Linked DNA regions of Bombyx mori: region 2 is linked to region 1. A link is a contact called in public Hi-C data. All regions are on one chromosome and are shown on one strand. The core of a region is the stretch at or near the end of the contact, and the rest is flanking DNA. Distances in the headings are between cores, read along the strand shown.

Region 1 (4,737 bases), core at 1,437-3,936:
ATACTATGAGTTCCAACTTCAATAGTAGGACAGCAGGTTTAGAGTACGACACAGACTCTGACCTCATGAATCTCAGACAACCCTCTTCGAACACCCTGTATACAAGACCGTTACGCGGTTTTTGTTTCCTACCAAATCTAGTAGCCTCGAGGGGTTATTCTAGATTTAACGAACTAGTAGGAGAGCTCACGGGGCTCAAGCCTCACGTTGTTGCTAACACGAACCCTAGCAAGAGACGTGCTTCGAAGAATCTACCAGCGGATCGGAAACGCGACCCACTGAGAAGATCCGGCGAGAAACTCAGTGGGCTGTGTCTGGGGGTTAGTTTACTCGCCGAGCCCTTCGTCGCAAGCGACGGGTTCGACGAGGACGATGACCGGTGCTTGAGATACCTAAAAGCACCGTTAGTGAATCGGGAGGATCCAAAATGACGTGCGTTACGCGTTACTCTAAGCTCCAGGTCACTATCAGTAACAACACCGGCCTCACCTTATTTAGTTCGACAGATTCCTGTCTCTTCAGTCCTTCCATCTTCTTCAGGGACTCTGTCCTCTTAGGCTCTTGTTTATCCTGTTTCTTCTCCGCCTTCTCCGCCTTCTTCATATCCTTCTCGACCTTCTTTACCGAGCCGACTCGTTCCATTGGCTGATTGGGAAATTTTTTGTGATAAGATTAAGCGGTAGTTCAGTCGGCGATGTATAGTGCGCTTCAATGTATATCAAAATATAATATACGGTGTTGCACAGTAAAAAAAACGCGCCTTAAGCAAACTCGAGCTAAGAATTCGAATGTGAATTTATTTGTCAGTCCTCGGTACGTGGGTAAAGTTTCATGTTAATCAGACTTCTTGAAGTTACATATACTGGGCGTTAGGAGACCGCTTCCGAAAATGAAGACAGACGATAGTACTAATGACACCTTTGATGATGGGAGGGAAATAAAGTCGATCCTGATTTTTTTAAAATCATATTTTAAAACGTTTTATTAGCATTATTTACGCTCCATCATGCTAGTACAGCTAAGTGAAACGATAATTTCATAGAAAATATATTACTTTACTTTAAAAAAAATCCAGCAATGAAACACAAAATCAAAAACAGCTGATGCTCGGGTCAACGAACGCCCGGGCGCGGCGTTTCTTTTACAAAATTTTCGTTTTCGGAAGCGGTCTCCTAACACTCAGTACATAGTTGTGGGTTGAATTTATAAACGCGCATTGAAAAGACAACACTTTGGAAGCCAACGCGAAGGGAAGATCTTCAGCCAAGCGGGAGTCGAGAGCGGTACTCTATGGACCAATGTTTTTTTTTATGAAGGTAAAATTACTGGTGGCCCGGTGACCTTACAAGTTCCACCAGGGTAGGCGAGCACGGGCTCAGCTAGGAGGGGTGGGATTTGCGGCCCGAATGTTATTGCTCAATACTTGTATATGTGCAAGCTTATCTTGAAAATATCGTCAGCGAGATTCAGAAATCTATCAAATATTTCGTGTTTCATGATAGCTATTCCAGTACTAAAGCCAACTTTATTTCCGATAGCGTTCTCTTTCACACAACCGACAGACGGATAGAAGTGAAATGAGAGGAAAGATCGCTGACGATGCATCACAATTTCAACCACTCGCTACAAAGATATAAATGTACTAGATATGTTTTCTATCGATATTTTTTTCATACCTTGTCAACTTTTTTCTCTTCCACTTTGGGTTCATCCTTGACTTCGATCTTCTTCAAGGAATCTTGTTTCTTGAGTTCCGTTTTTTTGTTTTTCGTTTTAAACTCTTCCTCCTTAAGACTCGAGTCAGACTTCTTCCGAACTTTGGGCTGCTCGATAACTGGAGGTTCTACTTTTGGTGGTTTCTCGTCGGCGACGCTCGGCTCCGTGCTCGTCCTGGACTCGTCTGATGATGGAGAGGATGATGTCGCCGGATTATTAAAGAGAAAAAACTGTTCGTAGGACCTCTTGTGAGTTCGCGCGGGTAGATACCACCACCCTGCCTATTTCTGTCGTGAAGCAGTAATGCGTTTCGGTTTGAAGGGTGGGACAGCCGTTTTAACTATACTCGAGATCTTAGAACTTATATCTCAAGGTGGGTGGCGCATTTACGTCGTAGATGCTTATGGGCTCCAGTAACCACTTAATACCAGGTGGGCTATGAGTTCGCCCACCCATCTAAGCAATAAAAAATAAATAAAAAGCTATATGCATGCTCACCCATTAATTCAAATACATATAAAAACAAAACTGAATTCTACTCAAGAGTACTTAATGGTAGGAAGCGGTTTCGCTCTGCCCCTTGCATTGCTGAGGTCCAAAAACGATGGTTACCAAAAAAAAAAAAAATGCGTTCATTTCTATTTGAAGTTTCAAACAGACTAATTGGATCGAGATATGTCTATTACCTGTTTATGCCAAGGCATAATTAATGCCCGTAAAACTCGCGGCTATTTTTATTCCGCAAGCGAGAGAATAACCTCACAGCCCGCCTAGCATTAAGTGGTTACAGGAGCCTATAGAGATCGTATTTATGAATACCGTCATCCTTCTTCCATCCACAATTTTTTACGAATATTACTGGTAGTGGTATCGATATCATTACTTCGATATGCCGTGCTACACCATAGCCTCCGATAACCTACTTCAGATACAGTGGTCCATACACACCGATAAAGAGGTCCCTGGACGTATCCAAGACGGATAGATTGACGGACGAATCCGCGATGTAGGACTCGTCGGAGAGTGAGAGCGACGCGAATGAGGCGGACGCGTCGAACGGAGACTTGCCGAGACTCGTCTTCGGAGATGACGTGAAGATGCTGGGGGTCGCCTGTCTCGCCGGGCTGCGGGCAAACAAACCTCAGTGGAACATAGACACGTGCTGCCATCTCTCGACTAGGAGATGTAAATTACATTTAAAAAAGATCTATATATATATAAAAATTAATTGCTGTTCGTTAGTCTCGCTAAAACTCGAGAACGGGCGGACCGATTTAGCTAATTTTGGTCTTGAATTATTTGTGGAAGTCCAGAGAAGGTTTAAAAGGTAGATAAATATGAAAGTGCTCGGAATTAAATAAAAATAACAATTTTGTTTTTCCTTTGATGTGTCCCCCGTCGGACGGATTCCTTTTGTTTGTTTTAAGTTTATTTTATACAAAAGTTTAGGTCTTTTATTTATCGATTGAGACACTACGAAGTCTGCCGGGTCAGCTAGTTTGAAATAAATAAATAAAACGTTGAAAACAAATCAATTGATTTAATCTATACTAATATATAAATCTACAGTGGTTTTTATGGATGTTCCGTTATAACTACTGAACCATGCATCCGATTGACTTGAAGCTTGGTATCCATGTAGAAAATACATGTACTTAATGGATAGGCTAATATTTATGTGAATGTTGCACTCCCTAATAATAATGACAATAAATAATAATGTAAATTTTAAATGCCGGCGAGTACTGCTAGTAATTTATATGAACGATATGTACAAATATGGATAATATTGTCATATAAACAAAAAATTTAAACTATAAATTTAGTAATAATCTTTAGTTAGGTATACGAAAATAGTATAGGCATTTTATATTGTATAGTAACAGAATAGGTGTACTATAAATACTGGGTATTAGGAGACCGCTTCTGTAAACGAATACAAAAGATAGTACTAATGACAAGTAGATAAGTTAGTTATTTAGACAAATGTTGTAAATAAGTATTTGATCGCGCGAGTCTGCGCCGCGCCCGGGCGTTCCTTGACCCGAGCATCAGCTGTTTTTGATTTTGTGTTTCATTGCTGGTTTTTTTTAAAAGTAAAGTCATGTATTTTTTTGTGAAACTATCGTATCATTTAGCTGTACTAACATAATGGAGGGTAAATAATGCTAATCAAAATATTTTTTTTTAAAATTAGTATCGATTTTTTTTACCGTCCCATCATCAAAGGTGTTATTAGTACTATTGTCTGTCTTCGTTTTCGGAAGCGGTCTCCTAACATCCAATATATTACCTATTAGGCAAGTTTCTGGCGTGATGCGTCGGCGAATCCTTCTCCTCTGCTATCCTGGGCAGGGGTGGCTCGTCGGGCTTGTCCTGGGGGGGCGGAGTGGGAGGCGCGGGGGCGGGCGCTCGCCACACCCCGCCGCGCCGCGTGCTCCCCGCGCTCACCGACACGCCCGCCACCACCCCCCCGCAGCACAGAGGCGATATCGAACACTTGGCTTCAGCTGAACGAGGGTGTAATCTGGTGGTAGGGTTTACCAAAATTGTCAACCACATCACAACCAATTTAGATGTTCTGCCGTTTTTATTATTAAGTATTGAAACTATAAACCAACAAAAATAAAATTGACATTCGTTTAATTATATATAAATTATAACTTTATGAACTAACCGCACCAAACATTAAAAATTCTAACCCAAACCATTATCAATTTTACATACATTATACATGTGCAGAATACAACAAAGTTAGACAAATGTATAATTATTATACATCTACAATTTAAAATGCTACTTATTTGCAAGTTAACAAGGACCTCGTGTTTCACAATGTTAAAATAAATTAAGGAGCAATTCTATTAGATATATAATATTGAAATAAATAAAAAACACTCAATGAGAGATGAAATGACTACAAAGCATTATGAACAGCAAACGAAAACACACTCTAACCGCATGCGAATAAAGCGCACGTACCTATCGGGCGAGAGCGCCCGGCGGAGGAGGGGGGAGGCG
Region 2 (4,737 bases), core at 1,074-3,573, 220 kb after region 1:
GCTGAGGCGCAATAGGCATTGAATAAAAAGTAATTAGTGGTTACTAAAAAATATCTGAAAACATATTTATAACATATAATAAATAAATAAAACATATTAAAATATATATTTATTTACTGTGATTTTCAAAGCATCAACATAATCACTGGCATGTAAAAAGTGTAGCCTCTGCCTCAAAGATATTTAATCTGTGAGATGTGATACTTGTCTTTTTTTGGGGACTTTTTGGCGGGAACGCGAGGAGTGAAGTTTTTGTGTTTTGTTTTATTTTGTCTATTTAGTATTTCTTCAGGTTTAAAATGTGTAATAACGGTGGTTTATTAACTGTTTAATATCTGAGAAAGTGCACAAATGTGGGAAAATGAAACAAAGCCGCTAGATGTAACTTATCGGGTTTATCAAAAAAGTCCACTGAATAATTCTCAGTATTTTACCGTTTACTATTTAGTACGTATTTTACTACCATTTTACTGAGATTATATTTCATCCCATCTCATCTCGTTTCATTAATATTAATTCCAATTGATTGCAGTATCAAATCAACTTTATATAATTTTTCGCTCCATATTGTTTTTCATATAACACAATATAAAAAAAAATAGCCTACTATACGGTTTGATAACTTCGTCTTTGAGTGAATATTTTTCGTTTTAATTATTCAAGACGCACATCTAGTGGGGCGGCAAGCGAAAGAGTCTTCGCAATAGGGTCGTTGACCCGTGCACCATGTTTTCAATTCTATTGCGCGCAGTGCAAGATGCAATAATATTACGTTATAGATATTTCAATGAGATTTTTGTTTAATTTTACTACGTAAAGGGTTCTCCGTACTGACACCAGACTTTTTTATTGCTGATAAAAACCAGATGGGTGGACGAGCTTACAACCCACCTGGTGTTAAGTGGTTACTGGAGCCCATAGACATCTACAAGGCAAATGCCGCCACCCACCTTGAGATATAAAGTTCTAAGGTAAGAATAAATTAGTATAATTATAACAGTATAGTTAGAATGGCTGCCCCGCCCTTCAAACCGAAACGCATTGCTGCTTCACGGTAGAAATAGGGAAGCTGGTGGTACCTACCCGCGCGGACTCACAAGAGGTCTACCACCAGTACCACCCGACATTCCTTTCAGTACTTACTTATGTCAAATTACTTGACAATATTTTTTTTTAAATTCATATCATTCCGCATCGAATATCTAATAACAGTATTGGTATAATTCTAAATTAAATTACAAAGAAAATGACACAACTTTAAAGACATTTATTACGATTTTTTTGTTTAATTTTATTAATGAACAAATTTACATTTTGTACAGGTTCGATTGAATGTTCAAGTGCTGTATTTGTGTATTTTTTTAAGTTAATATATAAATATTATATTTTTTAGAAGGTAGATTTGTGTGTGTGTTTATTTCAAAACGACTCGCAATGCTGTAAATGTCAATTAAAACAGTGCTTCGTAAATACTGAATCAAATTATTAATTGGATATCATTAGTAATATTTGTAAATTCAAAACTAATAAAGCAAATACATGCTACTACACTTAAATAAAAATTCTCATTCAAAATTGTTCTGCTAAATAAGGATCATAGGGGATCATGCATTTCAAAAATTTAAATCTTCAGTAAACAAAGTCTTCTATGGGATAGTAAAAATTACGCCTCACTGGCGCAAGATGGCGTTGTTTACTTTTTAACCTATCTAGATAGGCAAAGGGAAAGTACTTACAGGGAACTATGAATAATTTAAAGCAATCATTTAAACCACTATTCATCGTTTAACATTAATTACTTATATTTTAATTCACTAAACGTTTTAGTCTTCGTGTGTTAGTGCAAGATCTTAAGGCTTCGTCAAACAGAGCGCATACTTAACGCGCGCCGAGATGTGTTGAATTTTATTTTAGCCTCCGAGTGAATTTGTATTAAAATACTGGATAATGCCCGAATAATTAATAGAATTAGTTAGAAAATACCCATGCCACATCTGAATCACTCGACATCTTAATACTTTTAAATTTTCAGACTGCTATCGAAAGGCACTATGATTTGGCGGATGTTACGTCGCGTCAAGTAGCGTTGGGTTCATCTAGTCGATTTGTGTGACGTGTAAAGAGCGCGCCGTTAAAACGCGGCGCTAAGTACGCGTTCTGTTAGACGAAGCCTTTAGTTGTGGCCCGAAGTGACGTCATACGTTATATAGTTCGGCCATTTTTGGAATGAGGGCGGCTCGGCTCGTTGTGTGCGGGCCTAGGGCGGCGCCAATAGTGCGGCGTAGTGCAACAGCGCGGCCCGTAGCGCGCCCCCCGCGCCCCGCGCCCGCCCGCTCGCCGCCAGCCGCGCCAACCCACCATACGCGTCTGCACAACGTCACACCATAGAGTAAGATTATATCGACGCTTGAAAGGCAAACGTGACTAAGCGACAATAACTGCTTTGTACATAAATGATAGGCAATAACAATATTTGATGCGCAAAAAAAAGAGTGCGTGTACTTATGTACACGTTAGAAGTTATACTTTATTTTTATTAAATTTATTCCTTTTTTTTATTTAAATTTTAATCAATTTGAAAAAAAAATCGATTAAACAACATCCTCAAACACGCATATTGGACATCCCTTTTCATGACATCGTATAAATTCGGTAATTCTCGGTACGGTTCGGAAAGTTCACCTGCGGCTATATTCAGACTCGCTAAGTTACGTCGGTCGTATTGTAATGAGCGATTTAGTGGGCAACTTCATTCTGTTAATTTTGTGTCACGGTGCGCGCGCATCGTAAAATTTTACTCTCATCAATTTTTAATAACGCGCCTAAAGAAGTATAACTTCAAAAATTCTAGATCTATTAAAATCATTTCAATCCTACAGCTAGATTCGTTAAAATAGAATTTTTGTCAGGTATTTCAACTTTAAATTACTGTACTCTGTACTGTCTACTGTAAAGTTCACGCATTGTCGCTTAGTCACGTTTGCCTTTCAAGCGTCGACATATAACCTAATAGGAGCCCTCTTGGGATGTTTTCAGGGACCCAGTCGACAATACCATCTATTACACCGCTCTCACAAACATACCTCTGTAGCCTTTAGGTATTTGTTAAAACCAGTAGTCCCCTGGTAGTCGAAATTCGACTATAATTAATTGGAATTATAAGTTTGTGATACTATTATGGTTCTATTGTCATAGACATACTTCTATAGGTCACAGATTTCGCCAAGACTACACTATAGGCAAATATAAATAAAGACAAACAATATTTAATCTATTCTCAATTTGACCACAGATTATAAGCAATAAGAAAAGTTTGACAGTGTGTATGTGTAGTGTGTATCAAATACATGGTAGAGTCCAGAGCAACACGCCAGTGTGTGTTCCGATGTGTCATCCTCGTCGCGGTCTGCGCTATGGTGGCACTGCGCCGTCGGTTCCCTTCCGGCTATTTTATGCAAGTACCGGCCGAAGCAACCGTGGCCGGTAAGCATCTGCGTAAGCCGGAAGGTCGCGGCCCACCCAGTCAGCGAGAAACGGGCGGACCGGACCGTACGGAGGCCGGCTGACGGGTCCACCAAACGGCGAGACCACGACTCCAGCACGGACCGAGATTGGAGCCTCCGCGCTCTAACTACACTTTCGCCAGGGGCTCCCTGTAAGTAATCTCATTAGTGAAGTTACAGTACAATTACCTATTAACTTCCGCCAGGCCGCCGCGTCCACTTTCCCGGGGGGCGCTTTCTTCATGGACTCCGCCAGCGTCGCTATGGCTTTCAGTACAAACGATATCTCCGATAGTTGATGTCTGCTCGTGAAAATTAAACAAATTAATTTAGTCAAGTCGTGGCCTAAAAGATAAAACGTCCGTTGCATTCGTATCTAGCGATGCACCGGTGTTCGAATCCCGCAGGCGGGTACCAATTTATCTAATGAAATATGTACTTCCCAATGTTCACGATTGACTTCCACGGTGAAGGAATAACATTGTGTACCGCAAAACTATAATTTGCGTAATCACTGGTGGTAGGTCCTCTTGTGAGTCCGCGCGGGTAGGTACCACCACCCTGCCTATTTCTGCCGTGAAGCAGTAATGCGTTTCGGTTTGAAGGGTGGGGCAGCCGTTGTAACTATACTGAGACCTTAGAACTCACATCTCAAGGTGGGTGGCGGCATTTATGTTGTAGATGTCTATGGGCTCCGGTAACCATTTAACACAAGGGCCGTCCACCCACCTTAGCAATAAATAAATAAACCACTAAAATTGCTAAGAGTGATCTTCCATCATTAAGACATCCATCCGGTGAATAAGAATCATCTAAGTATATGATATAATCTATACTTCTACAAGTTTGTCTTTATGGGAAACTAGGTATCAACATTGAGACTTGAGGTATCGAATTATCACCATCTCGATATTTCTTCACCGTTCACCAAAAAGTGCTCATTCTCTTATCGTCAGTTAATGATGTAAATAGAAGAATCGAACCTTGGCAGAGGCTCTGTGTCGTGCTCATCCTCTGCATACTTCATTATGATCTCTTGGAACCTGTCCAGCAACGTCATTATGGCTAGCGGGTCAGAATCATCTGAAAATAAAATCATGTAATTAATAAACAGCCGCACGCCATACACGCACGCACGCACGCACTCACAAACGCACGCACGCACACACACACACACACACACGCGCTTATTTATAATTGTTTTCCTATTAATAAACTGTATAAAGCTTTATAT

What was found. A called contact is a pair of places that touch in the nucleus more often than the background predicts.
Region 2: a contact with region 1 is called in a Hi-C map of whole pupa, with 2.0 times the contacts expected there. The contact joins two enhancer-like sites. A contact is called at or near these places in 2 of 7 Hi-C or Micro-C datasets (middle silk gland and whole pupa).

The regions. Positions count from the first base shown.
Region 1 is chr27:1,759,510-1,764,246 of ASM3026992v2, forward strand. It overlaps LOC101740445 (microtubule-associated serine/threonine-protein kinase 2), which reads right to left. Exons shown (of 38, transcript XM_021346221.3): 32 at 4,699-4,737; 33 at 4,010-4,243; 34 at 2,665-2,840; 35 at 1,677-1,900; 36 at 490-645. Among protein-coding and RNA genes, the nearest start is that of LOC134201521, 63 kb to the left of the region's middle. Within about 2 kb of position 2,687, at least 3 of the 8 cell types and tissues checked have open chromatin away from gene starts, as enhancers often do.
Region 2 is chr27:1,974,873-1,979,609 of ASM3026992v2, forward strand. LOC101740996 (protein MON2 homolog) reads right to left here. Exons shown (of 37, transcript XM_038021034.2): 35 at 4,487-4,586; 36 at 3,693-3,805; 37 at 1-2,367. The coding sequence ends at 2,258. Among protein-coding and RNA genes, the nearest start is that of Tua1, 10 kb to the left of the region's middle. Within about 2 kb of position 2,324, at least 4 of the 8 cell types and tissues checked have open chromatin away from gene starts, as enhancers often do.